Linked DNA regions of Anas platyrhynchos: regions 1 and 2 are each linked to region 3. A link is a contact called in public Hi-C data. All regions are on one chromosome and are shown on one strand. The core of a region is the stretch at or near the end of the contact, and the rest is flanking DNA. Distances in the headings are between cores, read along the strand shown.

Region 1 (4,280 bases), core at 1,469-3,968, 170 kb before region 3:
AGGATGAAGTAACTTTTGTTAATTACCATGGACTGAACTAAGATTAGTTTTAGCTCTAGCAATGACTCTTGCCACTCGAGGGGGGGAGCAAGCAAACCAAGAAAGGCGAGATTCAAATTTCAAGTGTCCAGGGCTGCTTGCATTTGCTAACATAACCCCAGAGGCAGAGATGCTTGCAAACACTCCTGAACTTCCATTTGTACGTGGGAGAACAACACTGCACGCAGCAGCAATGAACTGCTCACAAGCTGCTTCAGTTAACTTATGCACTCTCCTGTCTGCGGGTACCAGTGTAAGGCTTTCAGCCAATACCGGGTATTTTCCCTTGAAGTTGTATCAGAAAAAATAAGACTGCATTGTGCTAACAGTTGTTGCAAGCAGCAAGTGTCCATTTGACTGGCAGGGTTTAGTCCCAGTGTTAGGGCTGTGTGTTTGAGGGAGATCCACAGCCTGTGCAAGCTGAGGGAAGTACTTCTAGCAAATGGCATCGGAAGAAAAATGGAAGACAAAGAAGCTGAGAGGGAAAAAATGGAAGATCAAAACATGAGAATCCTTTCCCTGGCCTGAGAAACACCTATGGTTACTCCATGGGCTGGGCTTGAAGGTGCAGGATCTCAGAGGCGTTTAGAAGCTTCAAGCCCATTTTGCTTAATGGCTCTGAATCCTCTGGCCTTTTCTAATTCAGTTGGCTTGCTTGTTAAAGAGGATGCTAACACATAACCAGACAAGATTTGCAAAGCTAAATTCACTGAGGTTTGTTTGGGAAGTGTGGGAGGAGATCCTTAAAGATGTTAAATAAGGAAAAAAAATGAAAACATGAGACACTTTGCCCTAGTAACATTCAAAGCAGGAATAAGAGAAAGCATTTAGTGGAGATACAACAAAGAAATCCTTTGCCTACAGAACCAAAGCTTCAGCAAAACAAAAAAAAAAGTACGTGAAGCACCTGGACATCCCTTTGTTCTGAACCTGTAGCACAGGCTGTGGAGGGACATGGCAGTAATTTAAAAGCTTGTTTTCTGCATCCAAACATCATGTAAGGATGAAATGCAATCCATCCCACTATCATTTAATGAGCACCCCGGGACCACTGTACCTTGGAGGCATGATGTCACACGTCAGCAGAGAGATTACTTGTTTTGAAGCTTGTGAACAGCTCTGAGACTTCATTTCGGAGTGCTCCACTCAGAGTCATGACTCAAACCCTTCTGGTCTCACAGAAGGACACAACTGGCTACAGTTTTCCTGTGCTGTCTCTGAGCATCCTGTGAGGGATTAGTAGATAGTTAATTTTATTACCCTTTCTCCTCTTTCATATAGGAAAGGCTTTGTCATTGCTTGAATTCCTTCATGTTCATGACACATTTTCTCAAGTATCGTATCAATGATGTGTCTACTGAGACAAGCAGAGACAGCTACCAAGAAAAGCACTGAAACAAAAACCAAGACATTCATTTAATTTTGGGTGATTTTTAATTTATATAGAGCCATTGGGAAAACTAGTATGAAATCCAGATTCAGACCTGTGACAAGTTGGCTACACGCAATAACTCCTTTGTAAAAGGCAGTTATTACCCAGAATTTTATACCTATCCCTTGAAGGGACCAAGATATTCATCTTGGGCAATTTGCTGAAGTACCAACTTTTTTTTTTTTTTTCTCCAGATCATAACAGCTCCAGAGTCACCTGGAAGCAACTAAATTGATAGCCAGGTTTAGCAGCAGTATTGCCTGAATAAAAACACGTAACATGAAAACCAGCTAACAATTCTGAACGGCTCATTTAATGCTCAATTGCTGAACCTTATTCAGTTTTAAAACAAGCTGTAAGATTAAAGCCCCAGAGGTGAATAAAAGAACTCTCCATTATCATGTCTACATTGGAATTTACTCTTGTATTAGCATTAAACCAAGAATAAAGGAAAAGTGTAGACTCTGTATAAGACTGTCTGAAACTGGGAATAATTTTAAACATACTCTTCCAGTTCCAGTGTTCTCCCTTCCATAGTCAAGGACCATCAATACATCAGTAAACTCATGGTTCCTGTCCCCAGCAGAGCTCCATCCCTGGGTGCCAGACTGAAAAAGCAAAAGGGATGTAATCCACTGAGAGACACTCAGTGGGAAGAGAACTTGGGTGAGGATCAGGCATGCTGGTTCCAGACTTTCTTTAATTATAATCTGTCCCTGGCAACAGGAAAATTTAGATGGGCAACAGAATGAACAGAGCTGCATTCAGTGGCTGCAAATTACTGTTTTACATTTAGTGAATTTATTGTACAGCAATACAGGCATAAATCTAGCTGATACAGAGGGCTGATTAGCACAGCTCTACACTCCAAGTAATGGCATTAAAGACGCAGTGTGAATTTCAGGGAATTAATCATATTGTTCACATCTTTTCAGTGATGATGCAGCAGGCATTTTTATAGCAGATTAACTGCTTTCACCGTTCGTTAATACAACCCAGAACAATAACTACGCTTATGAAGGAAGTTTTTTACCCCCTTCCTGAAGGCATTCTCTGGACTCTTATGCTGTTACTTTTCCTCTCATATCCTCTTTGCAGCTCGTTAGTAGAGATATTGAAGGCCTGATGCAGCTTTCCTCTAAAGGAGCCTGAGTAGTTTTTTTTTCCTTGAACTAGGCACAGGAGCCTGCATGCAATGGAAGAGATTAACACCAGGTGGCAAATTACAGCTGATTACAATAGATTCATGTGTATGGAGACACAGTGTAACGCTGCCAGGAAAACAACACATCTGGCAGCTAACTCACCCTCTACTTGCACGTTCCCTTTGAAAAGATAGAGTGGTTTGTTGTTGTTTGTTTGTTTTTAACCTTCAGTAATGATTGTCAAACCCCTGGAAGATCAACGAGGACCCCATACCCTCTATCCAGCTATAATCACTGACATATCGGTATGGTCTGGATGTTCCTAGGCAGGGTCTGAGCCCCACCAGATTTGGCAATATACAAGCACTGATAAAATAAAGGGAATTAGGAAAGGAAATTGCCTGCTGCCCCAACACTTAACCCAGATACCAAGTAGGAAGGGAGAACATACAAACATGGTGAGGGCAGCACTGGCAGAAAGGCACAATGCAAACACAAAGAGCAGTGAGCTACAAATAGTAGCATATCATGAATATCATTAGCTAGGAGATGAAGGAGAAACACAGAAACAGGTAACACCTGGAGCGGTCACCTGTTCCTTTCTTACCTGCTTTAAGGCTCCTGCTGCTGCAGCCCCTGAACTGCTCCATCGTCCACCTCTCCTCAGCTTGTGATTCTTGAGGAATGGTTCAAAACGTCCCTTCTCTAAAATCAGTCAATTGACTCTGAACTGACAATAGTTAACAATTCCTTCAGTGCTTTTGGAGTGGCTTCCTGCCTACTGGAAAGGCTGACAGGATACTCCTTCAGTCCTTCAGTGCAATACAGCATGGCACTGCTTCTAGCTGTGTACAGTGTCTTAAGTGCACAGAAGGGTTTGATGGGTTTGCCAAGGGCAGGCCACAAACAGAGGGACTTGCTAGCCATATACCACCTTTCATCACCCTTATTGCCAATCCAACCCCCTCAACTCCTCCCTTCCCCAGACAGCAGTTATTTTAAAAAGGATTTCATGCATCTGTTCATCTGCAAACTACAAAGTACGTATACATTTCAAATGAAATGGCTAGGACTTTGACACTTCTTAAAATATACATTTTATTATTTTCTGGTGTTTGCTATGAAGGTTTCATTCAAATTGTGAAGGTACACAGCCTTTACAAACTTGTTGAGTTAAAGGTTTTTGTTGGAGGTTTTATGTTCTGTTTCTTTCATGGCAGAGGAAAATACATACGCTATAAAATGTTGAAATTCATTAGATGTTTAGTATTACCTCTTCATATATGCTGTGGAATGCTTTGTAGAAATACTATATAAAATAAGGCAGACTTTGACAGGGAATTCAGTCATAAAATTTCATGGGAGAAAACAAAAAGTTCCAACATATTATTATCTTCTGTAGCCAAGGGAAGATCAGGTGGTCGTCACTGGTTTGTGGGAGAACTACTGCAGTTCTGGTGCTCAGACAGTATACATTTCTTGTTTATTCTACTATTCTCAAGTGAGACCTTTGCAATAAAACTTATTTTAATTAACATAAATCAGACAATATTTAAACATACACATCTATCCTTACAGTGCAATAAAAATGTATCATTGTATAGTATTTTGTATTTGCATTATGAAAATAAAAGGTCTGTACATCAATTAAATGTATATTAATG
Region 2 (4,718 bases), core at 622-3,121, 190 kb before region 3:
AGTTCCTGCCAGAGCATATTCCTGTCTCTCACAGGTGCATTGGGATCCTGGGCAGTCTGATCCCATTCCCAGGGAAGCATTACTGGGAGGTGGAAGCTGAGGAAGATACAGAGTACAGAATTGGTGTGGCTTTTGAAAACACTCCGAGGCATGGTTATCTGGGGGCAAACAACTCATCCTGGTGCATGAGGCACATCATCACACCATCAAGGTAAGAGCTGTTGGAGGCTACAGGTCTCCTACACAACACCTCCTGCATGTACACCTGAAGACAGAGCAGCAGAGAGCTCAGGCTTGTAGGGGTGGCTGGAGATCTTACATCAAAGCCCCAGCCGAACACTTAACCAGGGGCCTGTGATTATTCCACCATAGGCACTGTAATGCGGTGTTGGATGGATACTGGAACCTTTAAGCACATCCTACTGCTTTATGACATTCTCACATTGAAAGAGGCAGTCCCAGGAACAAAAATTTGAACAGAATCTGCATTACAGAAGTTAGCTATAGGTCACTGAAACCCCAGTGGGAAGACAGCCAGTAACAGATCTATGCCACTTAGGAAGTACAAACCTAGCTAAACCCAGCTGTATGCACCGTGTTTTGACCTCTGTCCTCATGGAGGTACCAGACAGCCACACCTGCACGCAGAAATGCCAGCTTCCCCTTATGCCTCAGCTGGGACTGCTGGCTCTCCCCTGGACAATGACAACTAAATTAACATCATCACCTTAGAATCTCACGGGAGATTCAGGCACCCTGTGAAGGACCCAGGAGCAAGCCTCAGGCATCCCTGAGTAACTCCCATCGCCTGTCTGAACGCCACTCAGCCTGCATGAATTGCCAGTGTGGTGCTGGGACCCCTGAACAGGACACTTGGATGCCACCTGAGAGCTCCGGCATGCACACTGTCAGCAGATGGTAATGATGGCACAGCGTGCTTCCAAAGCTTCCTGTCCTTGCCAGCTGGTACACAGAGAGGTTTTAGATGCAGCTGAGCTGGCGGGAGCACACACTCCCAGGTGCTTGCTGCTCACAACTCCCCAGCCATCGGCCTGCTGCACAACCAAAGTCCTTGACAGTGCTGGCATTTGCCTCCCACACAGCGAGAAGTGCTGCTTAATGAGAGCGACGAAACCCACTGAGGTTAATGACTCTTCCATACACTGCAGGAAGGCTAATTTGATTTGCTTGCTACATTGAGCTAAGAGGTACATTGAGGTTTGCTCTTATTCTTCTGAAGCAATGAGCATGGACTTCAGGGAAGAGAATGCAGAGCCAGGCCATTGCTCAGTTTGAGTCACTGTCATACCCAGCTCTACAGGGAAATTTTCTCAGGTTTGAGCAGTGTGGGTGGAGGAGGTGGTTAGTGAAGAAGCTGGCCCTTGTGAAATACCAGATAACTCACTTTAGCTGAATAAATCTTCTCACTTCAGCTCAGAAAGGCACACGTTCCCATAGAAGTCTCATATTTTTGGTTGCAGCGTGCCACACTAGGGAGAGCAGATTGAGTAACTGCTACAGGACCTCAGCATTACTCAAATGGTGATTGCATATGGAAGAAGAGGGCTACCCTCACGACAAAGCAGCTATGTACAAGTGCACCTTCACGGCCTCCATTAATCCACAGCTCAGGAATCATGATTAAAAGAAGTCACCCTCTAGTAAATGAGGGCTGGAAATTCCCCATCTACACCCCCCTGGCTGAGGAGGGAGCTGTCTTGTAGGAAGAGCAGCCAGAAACGTTAATTTAGAGAACGGGGTTTGAAAAATGAAATCAAATAGTCTGGAGGATGCCGAGCCACACTCTGAGTCAGACTCTGCCCGAGGGATTACACTCCCTCATTGCTGCTGCAGACGTGGGTGTGAGCAGTTCCCAGTTCCTGTGCCTTTGGCAGGAAAGGGGGCTCGGTACCACAGGCCCCAGGGAGCAAGTGGGCAGCACTGCAGGGCCTGGCTGAGTCACCTCATCAACTCTCCTTGGCTGGGCCTACAGCTGTGGAGCTGCAAGGCTGAGGAGCCAACAAGTGGTGCTCTGGGGCAAGCCTAACTGGCCTGAAAGAGCACAGCTCCTTCAGACAGTAAGGGATGACTTCAGATAAAACCTAATAGAAGAGAAAAATTAACATGCTCTGACCTCATCCTTTCCCAAGTGTCTCCACCCAGCCATTTGCAGCCAGCTGGGAACATGAAGTAAAGGCCTGTTACATGGGTCAGGCAGATCTGAGCACTGAGGGATAAGGTTGTGTAGAAAAGTAGCACTCACCTGCAGGTAAACAGCCATTGCTCAGCGCAGGGGCAGGGGCAGTAAACATGGGGCAGGGGCACACAGGAGGGATGGGACTGTCCATAGCACACATGTGAAGTGGAACACCCTGCCACATACCTGCGCGCACAAAGTGCTTCTCTTTGAGAGAAGCAGGGCACCCTTCGGTATTTGACTGTGCTTCTTGCCTACAGGCACAAATATGAATTCCTGCACAGCGGGATGACACCAGACATCAGAATTACCATTCCCCCCACAAGGATTGGCGTCCTGCTGGACTATGAGAACTACAGACTGTCATTTTTCAATGCTGATATTGCCCAGCACCTTTACACGTTCAATTCACACTTCCAGCATTACGTCCACCCCTGCTTTGCTTTGGAAACACCTGGTATCCTACAGATACGTACTGGCATTGCAGCACCCCCATGGACAGCCCTCCCATAAACTGTGTTCCTCTGCTGCCAAACCTACATATAGCATTGCGAAATGCCCTTTTTCAGCATTAACTGCTCAAGCACACTCCCTATAAACCAGCTCTCTCCTAAGAAGGATGGCAAAATAACCCTGACCCAAACAAGCTCCCAGGCCTAACCCTTAGACAATTCCTCTCATCTTAGGCAGGATCTCAGTAGAAAAACATTAGTCAGAAGATCCATCAGCATCCTGGAGCTGTTCTCCAAATCACTGAGGGCTGAAACGACTCCCATCCTTCCCACAAGTGACACTGTTACCAAGCAGCACTGGCAACTGGATTACTGTTTCCCCCAGTACCCATTTATGCTTGGGGAACTCCCTTATTCCACAGCAATCGTAAACTCCACTCCTGTGTCTGCTGAAGAGCTAAAAATTAAACGAAAAACAAAAATAGCAAAATGCATAATCACTGTACAGCTGCTAGACAGAGCTGAAAACACTCCAAGCATGAAGCTGATCTCACAATCAAGTATTCTCGCCACTACACAGTCTGTGACACGAGATAATCAAAAACGCCTCCCTTGTGTGTGAACTGTTAGTGCATACCATACGCAGTAAGTGGATTGAAACTGTGAAGCTTATTGAAATACTCAACCATGCCCTAGTCTCAAATACTTTAAATAAATGAGAAGCATTCTGTAAGAATGCTTTTTATCAGGGAAAACGCAAAACCAAAACCAGATGGAGGTGTTTTGCAGTGACTGGTTGCCAGTCTAAAGCACCTTTTTTTTTTTTTAGCTTTTTGTTTGTTTGTTTGATGGCCATGCTCATCCCTGCCTTGGTATATCCTGCATACTCATAGATTTTTCCACCCCCTCAGCACTGAGAACTTTTGACCTTTGATGCCATGTCCCAGAAGCCTAGGGGCTGCAGTGTAGGCTGGAAGTAGCAGTCCAGTACTCAACTGAAATGTCCTTGTTCAGACTTCATTTCCAGACACGAGACAGGCACTACCCCTAAAGCAGGCTGTCCTGCTCCAAACAGCCTCACTTGTGGATGTCAAAACTACCTGAGTTCAATCAAGACTCACTAACACAGAAAGAAGCTTTTCCATAAATTTATTGTACGTTCATTACAAAAACCATTGGTTCGAAATTTCCATTCTAGGGGTTAGTCAGGAACAGGTAGTCCCTACAACACACAGGGTCCACATGAATAAACAGAGCCTGGCAAAACTTAAGAGACTTGGTGTAAACTGTGTGCCAAATGCTTGTCTGTTCTTTCCTATTTGGCTGAGAGAAAGAAGAAATGTGTCTCTCCAAAACAGGCTTTGCAGAAAAACATGTGAACAGGAGCTGAATACGCTGCTACGGCAGGATTAGTCTCTTGAGTATCGATTTGTTTTGCAAGCCACAAAAGAAGGTGGGTTTAGCAACACTGAACTATGCAAGTATAGCTTCATAGCCTACCAGGAAGTCACAGATTTCCAAGGCAGAAAGGGTTGTTATGATTACCTTGTCACACCTCCTGTGAGGCAGTCCAGAGAAATTTCAGTTGCTGTTTCTTGCAGTGAGCACAACGCGTGTCTGCTAGACAGGAGACTCAGCCAGCAACCACCACCAAGGCCCAGGGCAGAAGGTGGCCAGGTGAGCCTGCTGATGTTGTAAGGCTGTACCACAGAACAGCAGCTACAGTGTACATCTGACAGTGCTGAGATAGCACCACACCCTAAGTTGTTTTAACACTATTTTTTTCCCTTTGGATAAAAACATATACCTTGATTCTGGGTCCAACTTCCCCCCGCTGGAGCATGTTTTACTTTTACCTGCCAAAATCGAGCGCCACCATCTTCTTTACAATTACAGAGAGATCTGGAAGTAAAACACACAAATATCAGAGCAGGGGTATTAGGATGTCTGACCCCCCCCACCCACCAAGAACACCTTTCCTGCAGACAGACTGCCCGGTGAACCAAAGGGTTCTGCTGGAAGCACTAAGTCGTGGTGTGATCAGCCCCACCACACCACTCCTCACCAAC
Region 3 (4,830 bases), core at 1,843-4,342:
TTTTAAATCTGCTGTTCAAAAGTGCATCACTGATGTTCTACTAAAATGAGATTTCAAATCTACAGAAGAAATAACATGTAATTCACAAAGCAATTGCTGCTTCTGTAGAAACTTAAATTGTGCTTTGTACTAATGACTTGGAATTTCTTAAGGTTCATGTCAACAGTTTCCTGTTCATCTTAACTCCTGGTTCTTCCAAATATGTTTATATTTCTAAAAACGTGCAGTATATTTTGATTAACAGAATGAAATATTCTGAACAGTAATCTGAGGGAACAGGAACTCCTGAAATAAACCATGTTACCCACAGCAATCTCACCTGTGCCAGAACTTAATAAAATAACGACATTTAGCCTTAATTTTATAGAGGCAGAGGGGCATAACTGAACCCAAAGGAGGGATCTAAAAGAATGGGTAATGGGCCCATAAATGTATGGCTTTTGAGCCATATATATATTTTTTTTAAATTAATGGCTATGTTGATATATTTTTTTGGTTCTCAGCCCACACAAAGAAGGTTTCAGAAGGCAGAGATCGGTCCCCATTTGGCTCCATATGTCATTTCTGACACCCTATGCAAAGCTGACCCTTGAGATATCTGTGTCCTAGCACTCCACAGCAATCACTTTCACACATATAGATATGTGAAAATGTTGACATTGCCAAGTAGTACTTTGTGTATGATCAAACAAAGGATACCTACAGGTAAAAAACATTTTTAGGTATTTTTACTTACTTTGATCGAAATGTCAATAGGAACAAGAAGAATAAACAAAAACTATTCTAAAACATCCATTATGGTAGACTGGAGAAAAGTTACTAGCATCACAGTAGCACCCTCTACTGTGCTGCTGTCATTGCGATTTGCCAGCACTTCCTAGATTAAACCTGGTATTTTGTGTCAGGATGCAACTTCACTCTTCCAAGGGTGAGCAGTCCTTGAGGTTTCTGTGCAGGCTGAAGGCTGGCATATAGGACTCCGCCTGCTGAAAGCCCTACACTCACCACATCCCAGAGGCCCATCAGTGGAAGGCACCATGGACTGTGGAGTGGGCATTAGTCCCTGTTGTTCTGTGCAAACCACCAAACAGGTTTTCAAGTTCATTGCAGGACACTGGTTTTGGGAATGGGTGTCAGTGAGGCACCACCATTTCTACACCTCCTTTACTTCATGGGGATAAGGTCTACTTTGTAAATGATTGCCAGGCCTTAGAGGTTGTCATGCAGGTAACGCTAAAGGTTATCTAATGGTGAGCTCTTTCTAGGTTATGTGCCTTGGTGAATGTTTCCATTGACACAGAGCTCATGAAAAGGGCAGAATATCAACACCATCTTGTGGACAAAACGAAACATAGATGACTAAGGAGACAAACCAATCATTATTAACAAATGTTTGAATAAAGAACTGCAACTATTAAAGATCTTTGTGCTGTGTTAACAACACCTACAGCACAGTACAATACCTCCCAAGCAATGAGAAGAAAGAGCACTACAAAGATAGAGATTATTTTTTCATTGCGTAGTGGAAGTGAAATGAAAATACTTCCACAAGTTTCAAATCACATAGAGATAGAACTCCAAAAGTAGCTACTGTCAGTCACAGCAAAATAGGTGCATAAATCCAGGTCTATATACTGTCTAAAAATTAATCTGTCACTGTGGTGAACATAAAAAGATAGAGGCAAGATAGGGTATGTAAAACAGGGTTGATGGAAAACCATACACCATACTTTAGATGGGGAAGGCTACCTAAGATTTAAAAAACACTTATTGCTCTTCTGAAGCAAAGCTGAGTCTGAGGTCCCTTAACTATCATCCATGTAGATTACAGATAGACTAGCATAGCTGAGGGTGTTACCTTAGTCTCTGCCAGTTCCTCCTCCTGCTTATCCCTGCCAGCTAGAATCACTTTCATGTTATCCACTCTGGGTCTCAGCCAAATAGCTTCTCCCTCTCTCTTGTCCTGCAAGACATAAAGTGAACAGAGAGATGGTATAAAGTGTTATAGAGCATGCAGTGGATTTGCTAGACTATTTTTTTTGTAGGGCTGTCTAATTCGTCACACTACCAAGCTTATGAAAATACCATTCCAGTAAGAAAACATTTGGAAAGTTCTGTTTCTCATTCATACATCTGACTTCACCAACACATAAATCGTGACAATTTGCTATAAACTAATGAATGAACCACTTAATTGGGACATCACTCATTATCATAGAACTATTTCCTGTCTGCTCAATTAAGCTCTGAGAATGCTCTAGCATATGCGAAGCAGAAGCAGATACTCCTGGGAAGTGATAAATGCCAGAGGCCGAGGGGCATCCTGACAGTTTCAGCAGAGCTAAACACACTGGGTCTCACCCTAGCAAGAATGAAGAGCCCCTGCAACTCTGGAAGGCTGGAACAGGGAATTCAACTCTGGCAACATAATTGACTAGCAGAAATATTTGTGGATCCAACAGTCTAATTCCCACCAGCAGCCCATAAAGCAAGACAAATTCCTTTTCCCCAGTGGACCTAACTTTTGATTTAAAAAACCAAACAAATTTCATATGGAATTGCACATACATCAGCCTATGCCTCTTAAGCATCAACATAGGAGTTGCAGTGCTACCCACCAAACTTTGCTGTTTGTGCTATTAATCAGATGGATACCAAAAGTAAAACCAAATGACAGTATTTTGAACTAGACAGCAGGAAGATTCAGGAGTAATCAACACCAAGAAACAATCACATTCTGCTAGAACAGGCACAGCCTACAGGAACTGACTGGAGAAAACCATTCTTTCCCTTCTGCCCTCTAATTAGGGAAAAAAAGCTCTCCTTCCCCTACTTTGTATACCAGCACTTAGCATTCCCAACCACAAACGACAGATACAAGTACATTGCAAGAGGCTACCCCCACCTTCTTTCTACATCCTCTCTGTTTTGGCATTGGTACCTTAAGAAACATATCTTACCAAAAAACAATAGACACAAAGAACTGTTATTGCAGGTATTTACACAGATGCAGCACATGGCTTCCTGTAACCAGCGAGCCTACTGCAGCCAAGTTTCAGAAGCAAAGTGCAAGGGAAATCCTAGCCCTCCAGAACCACTGCCTGGAGCGTGGCTGGCTAATTCCCTGCAGCTGAGCTGAGCCCACCCTGAAAATCTCTCTCTGTAGATTTGGCAACTGATTTATCACCTTTCCTTAAAGCTTCCAGTCAAGACTATGTTTCTAATGATTCTTTTGACACCGTCTATTGTGAATACCAATTATTTAAGGCCTTCTCAGACTGAAAAATTATGAAAAATTCAAGTCCAGCCCATGTTTAATCTACTTTATTTACATATATAAACTGCAGCCTGGAACAGAGGTGGTCAAACACCATCACGCCTGCTTCCTCCATCTCACCCAATAGCAAGGCCTGTTGCCCACATGTAATTTGGCCTCCAAAAATTGCTTGTAATTGGATATCAAAGCAGAAACCAAGCGCTCCTGTTTCTCACCATGTGTTCCTATTTCCAGGGTCTTGTCTAACCAAAACCAACTGTGACATGGGCTGACCTCCCTCTCTGCAAGAATAAAAATAACTTGGAAGATTATAAGTATCAACGTTATGTGGTGGCATCTACCAGAGCAGTATTATATATCATGTTCCCTTCATCATTCCTCTTAAGGTTTTGCTGTCTCTGCATCACTCCCTCTTGAATGGGCTACTGGGGAAAATGCTGATTCTCATCAGCATTTTTCCAGTTCTTCCACCATAAAGAAAGCCTACTAGAGCTTTAAAATATACTTTTTTTTTTTTCTTTTTTTTTTTTTTTTTGTCATTGCGTTGTTCACTTCATAGATTCTGTCCTATAGCAGCATAATCATATCTCTCAATAGCACTGGTAAGACAGAAGAAAGTGTAAGAAATGGTAATTCTACATTTGGTTATACAGAAGTGCGTATCAACCCCAGGGACATTTGTAAGCATACTTGTGAATACATTTGCATATGTACTGTGCACTGGTGGGAAAATATTGCAGCTGCAAGAGAGACAGAAACTTTGTTCTCTCTGGTCTTGTGCTGCAGGAGACTTATACAGGATCACAAAAAGTCTTCAGCACTTTTGCAAACTGAAGCAGTTTCCAGGCATGTATTGTTTAACCATCGCTACACTTCATGGAGTACTTAAGCATGGTTCGCTTTTTCCTTATGTGGAAGTAAATTGGCTAAGTGACCAGCCAAGGTCAGTCAAGGAGACAGATCTGAGAAGGTCTCAAAAATATTCACACTACCAGATCCTCTGTCCCTAAATGATGGTAGTAACACTTCTTTTTGTCAATACATCTCTCCTAGGGTGTCTCTGCAATCTCTATTCTGATGCCACTGCTGAAACTGAACAGAAAGCTTCTGGTTATATGGAAAAACTCCCCTGCCTTCCTTGTTGAAGGAAACATGAGTTAGAGGCAAATCTATTCAGCCAAAACCTCCAAGGATGAGGTAGAAGAATATGTATTACTAGCAGAAAACAAAAAACAAACAACTTCAGAAGCATAGTGGTGGTTTGCAGGCTGAAAGACTTGCTACTGTGTGAGCAGTTTAAGGTTAAAATATATATATATTTTTATAAAGGATAAGCAAAAAGCTGGGAAAAAGCTGATGTTCATTTTTTTTTTTTTTGCACCTAATTTGGTGTTTAATAACATCCTTTTCTAAAGTCCTACCAGACATAATCAAGGGAACTATTAATGGAAAAGAAGAATTCTGATCCTTTGAGACTATACACAGATTTTTAAACACAGTTCTGCTTGCCCCAAAGCATACGAAGCAGGAGAAATTCCATCTACACTGCGTGT

The links. Hi-C and Micro-C count contacts between places; a contact is called where the count stands out from the background.
Region 1: a contact with region 3 is called in a Hi-C map of subcutaneous adipose tissue, with 2.3 times the contacts expected there. The contact joins the enhancer-like site here to the promoter of LOC101793360 in region 3. A contact is called at or near these places in 3 of 8 Hi-C or Micro-C datasets (liver, skeletal muscle and subcutaneous adipose tissue).
Region 2: a Hi-C map of F1 follicle shows a contact between it and region 3, with 4 times the contacts expected there. The contact joins the enhancer-like site here to the promoter of LOC101793360 in region 3. A contact is called at or near these places in 2 of 8 Hi-C or Micro-C datasets (F1 follicle and liver).

Annotation. Positions count from the first base shown.
Region 1 is chr11:14,982,264-14,986,543 of IASCAAS_PekinDuck_T2T, reverse strand. It overlaps LOC101793360 (high affinity cAMP-specific and IBMX-insensitive 3',5'-cyclic phosphodiesterase 8A), which reads right to left. Exons shown (of 28, transcript XM_027466406.3): 23 at 1,097-4,280. Among named protein-coding and RNA genes, the nearest start is that of FSD2, 38 kb to the left of the region's middle. Within about 2 kb of position 2,718, at least 2 of the 8 cell types and tissues checked have an H3K27ac peak or open chromatin away from gene starts, as enhancers often do. A contact at or near this core is called in subcutaneous adipose tissue, where this site is marked.
Region 2 is chr11:15,000,919-15,005,636 of IASCAAS_PekinDuck_T2T, reverse strand. It overlaps FSD2 (fibronectin type III and SPRY domain containing 2), which reads left to right. Exons shown (of 13, transcript XM_013106377.5): 12 at 35-211; 13 at 2,458-4,718. The coding sequence ends at 2,710. LOC101793360 (high affinity cAMP-specific and IBMX-insensitive 3',5'-cyclic phosphodiesterase 8A) reads right to left here. Exons shown (of 28, transcript XM_027466406.3): 28 at 3,782-4,718. Among named protein-coding and RNA genes, the nearest start is that of FSD2, 19 kb to the left of the region's middle. Within about 2 kb of position 1,871, at least 4 of the 8 cell types and tissues checked have an H3K27ac peak or open chromatin away from gene starts, as enhancers often do.
Region 3 is chr11:14,816,340-14,821,169 of IASCAAS_PekinDuck_T2T, reverse strand. It overlaps LOC101793360 (high affinity cAMP-specific and IBMX-insensitive 3',5'-cyclic phosphodiesterase 8A), which reads right to left and starts at 3,092. Exons shown (of 28, transcript XM_027466406.3): 1 at 2,961-3,092; 2 at 1,859-1,963. The coding sequence starts at 1,915.